Regions from separate parts of the Mus musculus genome. Here region 1 is linked to region 2. The links are chromatin contacts, called in public HiChIP or PLAC-seq maps. All regions are on one chromosome and are shown on one strand. Each heading gives the region's core, a stretch centred on a gene start, on an enhancer-like site or on the middle of the called end of the contact. The rest is flanking DNA. Distances are from core to core; before and after follow the strand shown. Region 1 has its middle 19 kb from the start of Ifnar2. Region 2 has its middle 48 kb from the start of 4932438H23Rik.

Region 1 (6,655 bases), core at 2,771-5,270, 240 kb before region 2:
CAACAACCTCTACAGAGCCGCTTTCTGTCTTTCAGCCTGTGTCAGACATGGCACAAAGGGCAGAGAATGCCCTTTCCTGGATACACAAGAGAAATCTGACTCAAGCAATGAGGGGTTAGCTTATCCAGCCTTGGCCTCCAGAGCTGTCTGTCCAGGAGTAAGTCTGGCCAGCCTCAACCCCCACTGTCTGTCCAGTAGTTAGTCTGTCCAGCCTCAGCCTCCAGGACTCTGTCTGTCCTTGAGTTAGTCTGTCCAGCCACAGCCTCTAGGACTCTGTCTGTCCAGGCAGCACCTTGGCACGTCCCGGCTGCTGATCTGCAGCTCTCATTAACTCCACAGCTGTCACACTGAACATGAATTTGAGAAGGTCGTCATGCCACGTGAGGGATGTGACAGTGGGGCTAGAGCTCACAGACCTTTCTCAACTACACTTTTCCTTGCGCACCTACTATGTGCTACATCCAAACAGAGTGATGACTCTGACTATGCAAGGTCTTAATGGACTGAAAGGATGCTGGAGGTTTTCAATCCACGGACCACCCCAGTCGGGTACGGGGGGTCCCTGGAATGAGGGTCCTTGAAGCTAGGTGGGTAAGGATTTGGTGGTGACAAACAGAAACAAACACAGAGGCAGTTTGAATCTGTGTATTCTGCAGCTCTCAAGCAGGGGGTTTTATACATTAAAAAAACCAAACATTACATCTCTTAGAAACTATATCCAGTGAGACAATCACAGATACCAACAAAAATCATTTGGCACAGTAAAGCACAAAAATTATCCAAGCATTACAACTTTGAAACTATGTATTCAGTGAATCACAAACAGAACAGGTAACATCATTATAAATCATCAAAATATAACAATTCTAAAAGGATGTATTCAGTGGGGACTGTCGTCCAAGGCTAGTGGCATATTTCCAGGAGCAGGTTAATAAATCTTTAACAGTCAGTGCTCTTAACCACTGAACTAACTCTCCAGCCCCATGGTCAATTATTATTTAACATCTAGTGCCCGATTTTCTTATAAATCAACTATTTTAATTCTTTCTAATTAAGGCTTTCTTTACCATATACCAAAATCCACCTCCGATGACACACGTGTAGCCATATGAAATTTTATTGTTGGGAAAGGTTTTTTGTTTTTGTTTTTGCTTTTTCGAGACAGGGTTTCTCTGTATAGCCCTGGCTGTCCTGGAACTCACTTTGTAGACCAGGCTGGCCTCGAACTCAGAAATCTGCCTGCCTCTGCCTCCTGAGTGCTGGGATTGAAGGTGTGTGCCATCACGCCTGGCTGTTGGGAAAGTTTTTATCTATTGTAATAGCTTTGTAAATGATTTTGAAAGTAAAGTGTTGGTTTCCCTGGGGATAAGGTAATGTTAGTGACCCCATCTCTAGGGATGGTTTCTTACCCACTATTCTCGCTTAAGATCTTAGCCTAGGCTACCAGGAACATGTAAATAAGAGAAGGAATAAGAGAAAATAAAACAGAGATATTGCCATGAGAACTATGGCTCAATATTTTTTTCTCCAGAGAAGAGTTCCACAGCCGGTTTCAGGAAGCCTCCCTTTTTTGAGGTCAATCGCCTCAGTCTGTGTAACTTGTCGCACAGATTCTACTGGAGGCGGTGTGGCAGATCCAGTTAAACACCTCGTCTGCTTTCAAGGAAATGTGTAGCAGGGTGAATCTGTGGTCTCAAATGTGGAAGCCCCTTCTGAGGGCACCCCACTGAGAATGGTGCTTGGCAGATTTTGATCCTGACACCAGAACCACTCAGTGTGTGGCCGCAGCTTCTTAGCCCTTATTTTACGTACGACAGTAACTACATCGATGCTCTGTTGTCCTAGCCCTCTACAGGTTAGACACTGCAAGATGGAGGCGAAGGAAAGAAGGAAGAGAAATGGCCAGTGGTGTAGAGACACATGGGTGGCTTCTCAGCAGGCCATGCAAACTGAATACCACCGTTACTGGGCCTGAGAAGGGACTTCCCGTTGTGGTCAGGGCCGGCTTCGCCGTCTCTGAAGAGGGCTTGCTGCTGCCCTCTCCGTGTTCCCTGTAGATGGTTCTGCTTTCTCCTCTGTTTTACCCGTGGTGGTTGCTGTGGTGTGACCAGGGAGTCTCTCTTCCCTTCTTTCTTCTCATTCCGTCTCCGCTTCTGAGAGACCACAGAGCTGACACACCACTTCTGATGATGTGCACAACAGGCTAACCATGGCGAAAAGTTTCTTCCCGAGATCTGGAATTAGCTGCCATTTAGCCATTGTCCAGCCTTGAGCAACGTTTCTCTGTGAGTATAAAAATGCTTGCAATTCAGACATTGATCACTCCATGCAATATATCGTCACGGTGTTGTCATAATTGCCACCAGCACCATCATTTTGAGACATGTCCCATGTAGCCTGGAATGGCCTGCAGGTATCTATGTAGCCAAACTGGCCTTAAACTTCGGATCCTCCTGACTCACCTACTGAGTGCTGGGATTGCAGCAGTGTGCCACCCGCCACTCTTGGTCTGTGTGGAGCTGGGGATTGAAGGCAAGGTTCACACTTGCCAGGCAAACACTTAATGCACAGAGCCTCATCTCGGGGCTTATGCAACGTTATTATTTTTGTCCTCTGGCACCTGACTTGTGGTTCACATGTAATATCTTAACTTCTCCTTCCTCAAAGAGTCAAGTCATCCTGGAGCCTTGTTCAAGCTGGTCTTTTCCTGTCTCTACAAAGGTCTCCAGCACTTCCCCATTGTGAGCAGTCTCTCTGAGAGAGCTTTGTCCCAGAATAACTTAGCTATTGTCTCTGATGTGTCTACACTCTAAATTTATGAAGTCCCTGTTTTATGTGTGTAGAATGAATATATATGTATATGTATGTATGTGTGCGCGTATATATACACACACATATATACATACATACATATATAAAGACACACACACACACACACACACACACACACACACACACACCCCTCAGGGTTTCTATTGCTGTAATAAAACCATGAAGAACAGCAACCTGGGGAGACAGGGTTTGTTTTAGCTTTCAGTTCCACATTACAGTCCATTCCTAAGCAAAGTCAAGACAGGATCTCACACAAGGCAGGAGCTGGTGTGGAGGCCATGGTGGGTGCTGCTTACTGGCTTGCTCCTTGTAGCTTGTTCAGCCTGCTTTCTTATATGTTATAGGATGACTGGTCTGGCGTGGCACTGCCCCTGAACCACTCACATCTATCATCAACCAAGAAGATGCACCACAGGCTTGCCTCCAGGTCAATCTGGTGGGGACCTTTTCTCAGTTGAGGTTTCCTCCTACAAAATTACTCTCAAGCTGATATAAAATTAGCCCCCCCCCCCTATATGTTTACACTAAAGCATATGTTCAATGGGATAGTTCAGCCAGGCAAACCTTCCCTCCTTAAGTCCCCTGGGTCACACTGTTTCATCGCTGCAATAGAAACTGTATCCATGACACCCACCTGTGCTGGAATTGTGGCTGTCTTGCTCTTACACAGGTCCTGTAACAGGCACCTGCAGCTGCTACGAGTTCATGAGTCTGACAGCCGTGCCAGGGCTAGATGACAGCATTTCACAGTTCTTCTCCTCCACCTCCAGCTCTTGCGGTCTTTCTAGCTTCTCTTTTGAGATGTTCCCCGAACCCTGGTGTGTGTAGGGGGTGTGGGTCTAAGGATCTCATTTAAGGCTAAACACCCAGTTGATTATTCTCAGTACTTGGAGCCATCCTGCATTTCTCCATTGACTGCTGCTGCAAAAAGAAGTTTCTCTGACCAAGGTGGAGAGCATTATCGAGTGTATGGCTATAAACATAAATATTCAGAAGGTGATCTTACAATATGAACATTTAGTAAAATAACAATACTAGGCTCCACTCTATGACCTCTCTAGCCCTGGACCTCTGGCCAGCATTACAGTAACAGACATGGGATTCCATTCTGTGAAACAGGCCTTAAGTGCACTCAGGGAGTAGTTGGCTCCCACATTAGAGGCTTGCTGTTATCGCAGCAGTGAGCACGTCTTGCTTGGCAGGTTGCTACAGCAGCATGCTGGGTCCAGCACCATGCTTTCTTCATATGTGCGTGCATGCATGCGTGCGTGTGCATGTGTATGTGTGTGTTATTTACGTTCCAGAATTATGTAAAATGGAATGGAGGAATCAAAGAACAGAAGCCCCCATTTCTTTCCCAGGTTACCTAAGTGTGTGTGGTCATGAATGTGAAACAGACCTCCTAAGCCCCTCCAACACGGACAAGAGATGCTTGCTGCCTTCTTTCCTCACTGATGAGCGGGAAACGATGTCATTTCCCCCACGGAGCCCATGTGCTTCCTTTCCTAACCAACCAGGTCTATGAGTTTGGGGTATCATTGAAGGGGGAGTTATATGTGTTCTCTGTGCAGAAGGAGTCATCCCTCCATTTCAGCGGCACCTAGTTACAAACCCTTACATCATACAGCATTAGCCAGTGACTCAGGGTGTGGCTGCTGAGCATGGCTGGCAAAGATAAGGCTGTTTTCAGTGCGTAGATCTTACTTCAGAGCAAAGCCCTGGCCGTTTTGGCTGCTCCTGTCCTGTCTGTGGAGGAGGGACATCTATCTACAGGAGGCGTGTGCAAGCTTGAGTCAGCTCTACTCAGTCTGGGCCTGTGTGCCAGGTTTCTATTATTGTAAAGCGTGGAAAGTCACTCCCAAGGAATGCTGTAATATTTTAATAAAACAATTTTGTGTAGCTTTGGACTGGTTCTGTGGCCATAATTAACAGCGCCAGCAGAAGTAACTTGGTGAGGGAATGTTTATTTGGTTTATAGGATACACCCCATCATCGGGGGTTCCCAAGGCAGATGCTCGAGGCAGGGATGAAGCTGGGGTCAGGAACATGGCATAAGCCATGGTGGAGCTTACTGGCTTGCTCAGTCTGCTTTCTTACACAACCCAGGACCACCAGCCCAGGGGTGGTCAGCTATCACTCACTTGACCCTCCCATATCAGTTATCGATTAAAGTTTTAGAAATGTTCCTATAGACTTGTCTGCAGACCAGTATGATGCAAACAATTCCTCAGTTGGGGTTCCCTCTTCTCAATGGTTGTCTTGTGTCATGTAGACAAAAGCTACTGCGATGTTAGATTTTTCCATGGGCAGATGTTATGACCTCTATAGCCAGAAGGTGGCGCCATTTCTCAAGGAAAAGGGTGGAAGCCAGAAAACCTGCCGGGAGGATGTTGACTTGTTGTGTCTGCAACAGGTGATGGTGGAGCGGAGCGAGACACAGAGATTAAAAGGCACAAATGAAACACCCTTGCACAAAGTCATACGACAGGTTCCCAGCAGAGGCAAAGCTAGACATAGGAGTCCTGGTGCATACATTTTCTGCACACATAAAATTTCCCTACCGTGACAGTTTATTCTGATCCTAAATTCTCTCTCTCTCTCTCTCTCTCTCTCTCTCTCTCTCTCTCTCTCTCTCTCTCTGTCTCTGTCTGTCTCTCTGTCGATCTCTCTCTCTCTCTCACACACACACACACCAACCAAACAACTTGGAAACAGAGTGGATCATCTGACACACTGGTGATATTTCAAAATAATTAAGTTGTTGAACTTCTTGCCTCTAAGTCTCAATTACAAGCCAGGTTCAAGCCACACTTATTAGAATTTTAATATATTTGTGATTAAATGGGTAATCTATATATTTTCACACATTTGAACGAGGGAAAAGTCACCACTATGGATGGTATGAAACACTATATTGTTGTCCTTAAAGTGTAGGTCAAGTCAAAATAGTTAAAATCTCTGTGTAACTACTCACACATAAGGTAGCATACGGGCTTTGGAAGGGGCCCCCAGGTAGCAGGCCTGGTGATAGAAATGGCCCTAAGGCCCTGAGACCTCTGCTATTCACACAGTGAACCCCACTAGGAACTGACAGTACAACTGTATAGACATGAGCAGAATCTGAGCTCCACCTCTTTTATGGGGTATTTACTCCGACGTACTTGTTAGGTTTTGGTCAGCTTGACACCAGCTGGAGTCAACTGGGAAGAGGGCACCTCAGACAACACCTCTGCCACATGGACCTATGAATGAGTCTGTGGGGTATTTTCTTAACTAGTGATCAATGTGGGAGGGCACAGCTCATTGTGGGTGCTGTAGCCCTATGCAGGCGGTCCTGGGTTCTATAGGAAAGCAGGCTAAGAAAGCGACAGGAAGCAAGCCAGCAAGCAGCACCCTCCACGGCCTCTGCATCAGCTCCCGCTCCAGATCCCTGCCTCCAGTTCCGGCCCTAGCTCCCCTCAGCGACTCTGGCTTTAACTCACTGCATGTTACTGAGGTCACCGCAAACGCCGTCCCCCCCCCCCCCCCCCGCAATGGCACACTACAAACACCAGTGGTACCTAAAGCAAGAGGTGACTGCAAACAAGGTGCCCCAATGGGAGGCTGTTTCAGCTGGCTTTAGGGATCCAGTGTCCTCTTTGACATCTGGGGACCTCCTTCTGTGGCACTGGTGGCAGTGGAGGTCACCAGCCTGTTGTCCCTGCAGCAAAAGTGTGACCCATTTTTTTTTCTTTAGGGTAAGAAAATAACTTCTGCAGAAAAAAAATACGAGTCAACACTGTGTTCATAGCGTCAGACAGTTCTTCTCTGGCCTGGGGTGTGC
Region 2 (6,275 bases), core at 1,780-4,279:
AGATGATATAGAGCACACCGTGGAAGCCTCACTGGGGGCCGGTTTAAATTACTTAAGCCTATTTAAGTCACTCAGCAATTCTTTACACATATTTCTATTTTCCTGTCTATCCATCACCAAAACTAAAATATGCCCTTTGGGGGTGTGTGGTGTGTGTGTTTCCACTGTATTAAACCAATAATCTTCAAGACTGTTCTTAATCAGCAGTTGTCTCAACACAGGTCTATATTTTTCCTAATCCCTGCTGATTTAATTCTTGCTTCTTTTTGAGACAGATGCAGATAAATGGAGGAGGGGAAGCTCTCAGCAGTTTCCATGCTAAATAGTAACTTCTAACCAATGATTTATAGATAGCATGAAGAAAGGGGAAATTTCTCTTTTTCTTCCTTTGAATGCAGGTAAGACCTAAGGGATGTACCTGATGATATATTCCAGGAGGAGAGCAATGTGCAGTCATATGGCACCTGTCATGGCTAGCTTCAACTGTCAGTGTAACACAGACTCAGAAGGGAGTCTCAACTGAGGGATTTCCAGGATCGAGGGCCTGAGGACATATCTGTTGCTGACTGCCTTGAGGAGGGACCAACTCTATGGGAAGCATTTCCCCTAAAAAGACTAGCTAAGCAGGAACCTGTGAGGGAGCCGGCAAACAGTGCCCTCCATGATTTGTGCACGGTTTTGCTTGAGTTTCTACATTGGCTTCCTTCAGTAATTGACTGTGATCCGGAGGTGTCATCCAGAGAGACCCAGAGAGGTCAGGGAGTTTTATGTCTTTGATTGATTGATTGATTGATTGATTGATTGATTTGGGCACTGAGGAGTGAACCAAGGGCTTTGCACTTGCTTGGTAAGCTCTCTACCACTGAGCTAAATCCCCAACCCCAGGGTCTGGGATGCCATCAGTCTATTTCCAGGAGTCTGGTAATGGGGCTGCTGGTCTGGGTACCACATTGGGTAGTAAGGTTCTAGATGCCAGGAGCATGGTGGTTTGAATGAAGATGGCCCCCATAGGCTCATATGTTCGAATGTTTGGTTCCCAGTTGGTGGAACTCTTTGGGAAGGATTAGGGGTTGTGGCCTTGATAGAGGAGGTGCGTCACTGGGGATGGGCTTCAAGGTCCAAAAAGTCCTTGCCATCCCCAGGTGACTCTCTCCATGTCCTTCCCTGAGCATGGGGTTTGGAGGGCACTGGGCAATGTCCCTCAGTGCCAGAATCTATTGGTGACCTTGTCTCCCAGTGCTGCTTCTCTTTGTTTTCCTGACAGACACAATCTTGATTTTGCTTATGTTGATCCTACTCTGGTCACATAAGTGTTTCAGCGAAGGGTGGGACCCTTGGGTGTGTGCTACCAGTTCTAGTCCACCCACGTTGTTCTGTATTCTTTGCCAGTGACTGGGTCCAGAATAGTTGATGGGTAGGTCCCTAGCAGGTCAATTCTGTAGCCAGGAGGACAGGAAGGCATAGCTGAGGGCCTTTGAGGAGGATCTGAGGAGGATTCCCCAGCTCATGAAAAGAGACATGGGGGTGGCAGGGTGGCTCAGTGGGTAAAGTCCTTGTCCTACAAGCATGGGGCACTGAGTTCAACCCCCAGTACCCACATAAAGAGCCAGATGTGGTGACGTAAGCCCAGTGCTGGGGAGGCAAGAACAAAGGGATCTCTGGAGCTGACAGGCCAGCCAGTCTAGCCAAATAGGCAAATCCCGGCTGGGTCAGTGAGAGACGTGATCTCAGAAAGCAGAGATGGGCATGGTGAGGTGAGTCTTTAATCCTAGCGCTCAAGAGGCAGAGGCAGGCTGGGCGGTGGTTGCACACGACTTTAATCCCAGCACTTGGGAGGCAGAGGCAGGCAGATTTCTGAGTTCCAGGCCAGCCTGGTCTACAAAGTGAGTTCCCGGACAGCCAGAGCTACACAGAGAAACCCTGTCTCGAAAAAAACTAAAAACAACAAAAACTAAAAAAAAAAAAAAAAAAAAAAAAAAAAAAAAGAAGGCAGAGGCAGGTATCAGACTGTGAGTTTGAGGGCAGCATTGTCTACATAACAAATCCCAGGCTAGCCTGGGCTACAAAGTGAGAGCCTATGTCAGAAACAAAAGCAGCAAAACAAACTGGAGACTCAGACAGAGGTTGGTCTCTGGCCTCCACGTGTGCCCAACCATACATGACCATACACCGTGGTGGGGTGGGAGTAGGTGTCTGTCTGCTTATAATAATATCATCTGTGTGGAGGAGATGCAAGAATGAAAACTGCCACCCTGACAGCAGCCAGAAGATTAATGTGGCTCGGGAAGAGAACAGAGACAAAGAAAGAAGAGTGGCAAAGCCAAAGACCAAGCCACCCTGCCGCCCCAATCCACCCTACCTGCCCATCTCTTCATGAAGAAAGTGCCCCGCGGGTTAGATCACCACATAGCACGCTTTGCAGATGCTCTGAGATTTACTAACTTGCATTCAAGTGCACAGGCTTAAGGGATTCTCTGGGTAGTGTGCCCATGGTCGTCCTGTGAACCACCTCCTGTATGAACAGGTACTTTCCAGCTGTAAAGGTAACAGGACATGTGTGGTTGTCGTCTATTGGTTTGCTTCATCGAAGGTTTAAGGGCAAAATATTTCTAGGAAATATTTACCATTCCAACTCAAACACTTCGATTTCGCTTTACCTTTTATAAACGTCTTACCAGAGCGGCGTTCAGGCGGTGAGAACGGGACTTCTACTCTTCCTGACCAGTGACAGTGTAGCAGAACCTACAGGTCGGCCTCACAGGAGCCTTCGCCGTGATACAGTTCCCACAAGCTTTCCCTTTACCATGTAATGCTTTGATTTGAGAAGTTCATATGCCCATGTGTGCAATGTATTTTGACCATACCCGTCCCGATTCTCCAACTCCTCCCAGATCCATTCCCTACCAACATCCTCCCCCACGGAGTCCAATTTGTACTGCTCACATATTCCTGCGTGTGGGACCACACCCTGGAGCACTGTCTACCCGCCAGGGGCCACACCCTTAAAGATAACTCACTCCCCTTCCCCCAGAAGCCACCAGCTGTCAATAACTCCTCAACTAGGGGAGGAGACTCACAAGCTCCTCCCCTCCTCCACACTGGACCATTGACTGGCTGGATCCAGTGCCGGCATCCACCACAGCTGCGAGTTCCCTATGCAGTAGCCCAGTCCTGTCTAAGACACTGTTTCCACTCCAGGCCTCCTGGACCTCTGGCCTGTACAGTCTTTCTGTCCTCGAGATGATCTCTGAGCTGTGAGGGAGAAGATGTGATAGAAGTGTCCCGTTTGTCACTGGCCACTCCCCAGACTCTTACACTGCACCTTGACCACTTTCCACCCTCCTTTTACACATGAAGAAACAGGGACACAGAAAGTCTAAGTTGCTTGCAGAAACCCACGCCGTTTATGACACAGAACAGTGGACTGCAAACCTGAGCAGTTGGCTCCTACGTACCATTATGCTCGATGGCTACGCTATGGTTAGACACACTGTAGTATCCCCAGTCTAGGAACTGCAGCACAGCCTCTACCAGTTGGTCAGGAAAGTCTTCAGGAAGTACTCAAGCCTGCTGAGAACTCAGTTTGTGGTACCTGGCTTCCATGGCTCCATCAGAGCATTCCAGTGAATAGTCCAAAGGTTTCTCACAGCCCACAGGCGCCACTTCTGCCCAGTGTCTATTCCACCCCCACTCCCCACCCCTACCACCGGAGCTGGACGCCCCTGCTGCTCTGGCCTGCAGTCTAGCCTCTCTACCCCATCACACCTCTGCAGGTCTTTGCATCTCCTGTTCTTTAGTTCTGAGTCAGCACTTTCTTCACCTCCTCAGACAGACAGACAGGCAGACAGACAGACAGACAGACAGACAGACAGACACAGACGCCCCACACTCACCACCTCTTGTTTCTGGATAATTTCTGTTTATGTGTCAAGCTTCAAGTATTTCTTTAGAGGGTTCTGTGCTATCAGTCTAAATCGCTTCCTCCGCTTGCTGGCCCTCTCTTGTTATTTCCCGGGATCCTATGGGCCCAGTGTGGAGCTCATAACACAACTTTCTTCTCCCCACCATATGGGTACCCAGGATGAAACTTGGGTCATCAGGCTTGTCAGTAGGTGCCTTTAGCCACCATCACGTGCACACACACACACACACACACACACACACACACACTGTCATCTTTCCCCCACATTTTTGCTGTGACATTTTTCAGAACTTATCACTTTATTTGTAATATGGTTTTGTGCTTGGTCTCTGTCCTCCCCAAGAATAGGATCAGCTCTATATGTGTGCCACTATAGCTGCTGTCACCACCATGTCTGCAATGACAGGTACATCATAGCAATAGTGAAAAAGTCACAGGAAGGAAGGAAGGAAGGAAGGAAGGAAGGAAGGAAGGAAGGGAGGGAGGGAGGGAGAGAGGGAGGGAGGGAGGGAGGGAGAGAAAAAAAGAAAGCCAGCAAGAGGGAGTGAAGGAGAAGAAAGGGAAGAGGGAGGGAGGAGGAAGTGTGAGGCTCCCAGGAGTAGTTTTTCGATAGAAACTCTTCCTCCACTTGGGCAGCCGCTGAGCGGAGAGATGATTCCTTTCTTCGACAGCTTGCTCTTGTGCTCTCTGCCTCTCTCCTCCTCCCATCTTTCTTTCTTCTTATTTCTTTCTTCTTTTGAATGTTTATTAAAAACTGATGATTCAGTAAGAGCAGTGTTTAAAAATTAAATTACCCTTCAAATCTAAAGTGAAGCATGTGCGCTTCAGATATTGTTTCAGTTTGCTCGGGAGCTGGGCCAGCCGGATACGGTTTCCATTGCTGGACGGAGAGCCACAGGCCTTCCCCTCCCCAACTCTGTCACCTTCTCAAACACGTGAATTTGACCCCTGACACCCTCTGTGTCCTGGTGTGGCCTCACTCACCATGGTAATACTGCAGAGCTAGACATTCAGATCCTACAAACCCCAGCTGGAGAAGCGCATGGAGTTTTCCTCTCGAGGTTAAGTGGCCATAAAGTCATATTGTGGCTTCAAGAGATTCCCACTCAAATGGGTTTTTGTTTGTTTCTTAAGTGAACTAAGAAAGAACTGGTAGGGGGAAAAACATGACTTGGAAATATCTGCGCCAGTAGTGAACTACTTACATTGAGAATCAGTAAGGTACAGAATGCACTGGGGAGACAGCAAAGCTCACTGCACTTGGCCTTTAAGAATAAACGCAATCTGGGGTGGGGAGATGCCCAGTGACAAAAAGCACTTGTTATGTAAGAATGACTGGGCAGCCTTAGCCGCGCAGCCGCAGCTCTCCAATGCCAGTGCCGCCTCTCGCTTGCCGAGCTCCAGCCGAAGGAGAAGGGGGGTAAGTAAGGAGGTGTCCATACCATGGCTCGTACAAAGCAGACTGCCCGCAAATCCACCGGTGGTAAAGCACCCAGGAAACAACTGGCTACAAAAGCCGCTCGCAAGAGTGCGCCCTCTACTGGAGGGGTGAAGAAACCTCATCGTTACAGGCCTGGTACTGTGGCACTCCGTGAAATCAGACGCTATCAGAAGTCCACTGAACTTCTGATCCGCAAGCTCCCCTTTCAGCGTCTGGTGCGAGAAATTGCTCAGGACTTCAAAACAGATCTGCGCTTCCAGAGTGCAGCTATTGGTGCTTTGCAGGAGGCAAGTGAGGCCTACCAGGTTGGCCTTTTTGAAGATACCAATCTGTGTGCTGTCCATGCCAAACGTGTAACAATTATGCCAAAAGATATCCAGCTAGCATGCCGCATACGCGGAGAACGTGCTTAAGAGTCCACTATGAGGGGAAACATTTCATTCTCAAAAAAAAAAAATTTTTTTTTCCTCTTCTTCCTGTTATCAGTAGTTCTGAATGTTAGATATTTTTTCCATGGGGTCAAAGGTACCTAAGTATATGATTGCGAGTGGAAACATAGGGGACAGAATCAGGTATTGGCGTTTCTCCACGTTCATTTGTGTGTGAATTTTTAATATAAATGCAAGATGGAAAGCATTAATGCAAGCAAAATGTTTCAGTGAACACATTTCAACAGTTCAACTTTATAACAATTATAAATAAACCTGTTAAAATTTTCTGGACAATGCCAGCATTTGGATTTTTTAAAAATAAGTAAATTTCTTATTGACGGCAACTAAATGGTGTTTGTAGCATTTTTATCACACAGTAGATTCCATCCATTCACTATACTTTTCTAACTGAGTTGTCCTACATACAAGTACATGTTTTTAATGTTGTCAGTCTTCTGTGCTGTTCCTGTAAGTTTGCTAT

Evidence for each region. HiChIP or PLAC-seq counts read pairs in DNA pulled down with a chosen protein or histone mark.
Region 1: a contact with region 2 is called in an H3K4me3 HiChIP or PLAC-seq map of fetal liver, with 3 times the contacts expected there. The contact joins two enhancer-like sites. A contact is called at or near these places in 10 of 39 promoter capture datasets (the C10 cell line, the HPC-7 cell line, cranial neural crest and 7 more), 3 of 484 Hi-C or Micro-C datasets (the AtT-20 cell line, ECoMG myeloid progenitors and bone marrow-derived macrophages), 5 of 115 datasets of contacts at active chromatin or transcription factors (the 230-238 cell line, the HPC-7 cell line, embryonic basal ganglia and 2 more) and 3 of 9 other capture datasets (embryonic stem cells, embryonic tail and embryonic trunk).

The regions. Positions count from the first base shown.
Region 1 is chr16:91,350,761-91,357,415 of GRCm38.p6, reverse strand. No RefSeq gene overlaps it. Among named protein-coding and RNA genes, the nearest start is that of Ifnar2, 19 kb to the left of the region's middle. Within about 2 kb of position 4,020, at least 123 of the 459 cell types and tissues checked have an H3K27ac peak or open chromatin away from gene starts, as enhancers often do. A contact at or near this core is called in fetal liver, where this site is marked.
Region 2 is chr16:91,113,690-91,119,964 of GRCm38.p6, reverse strand. It overlaps a transcript of 4932438H23Rik not described here and the pseudogene H3f3a-ps2. Among named protein-coding and RNA genes, the nearest start is that of 4932438H23Rik, 48 kb to the right of the region's middle. Within about 2 kb of position 3,029, at least 2 of the 459 cell types and tissues checked have an H3K27ac peak or open chromatin away from gene starts, as enhancers often do. A contact at or near this core is called in fetal liver, where this site is marked.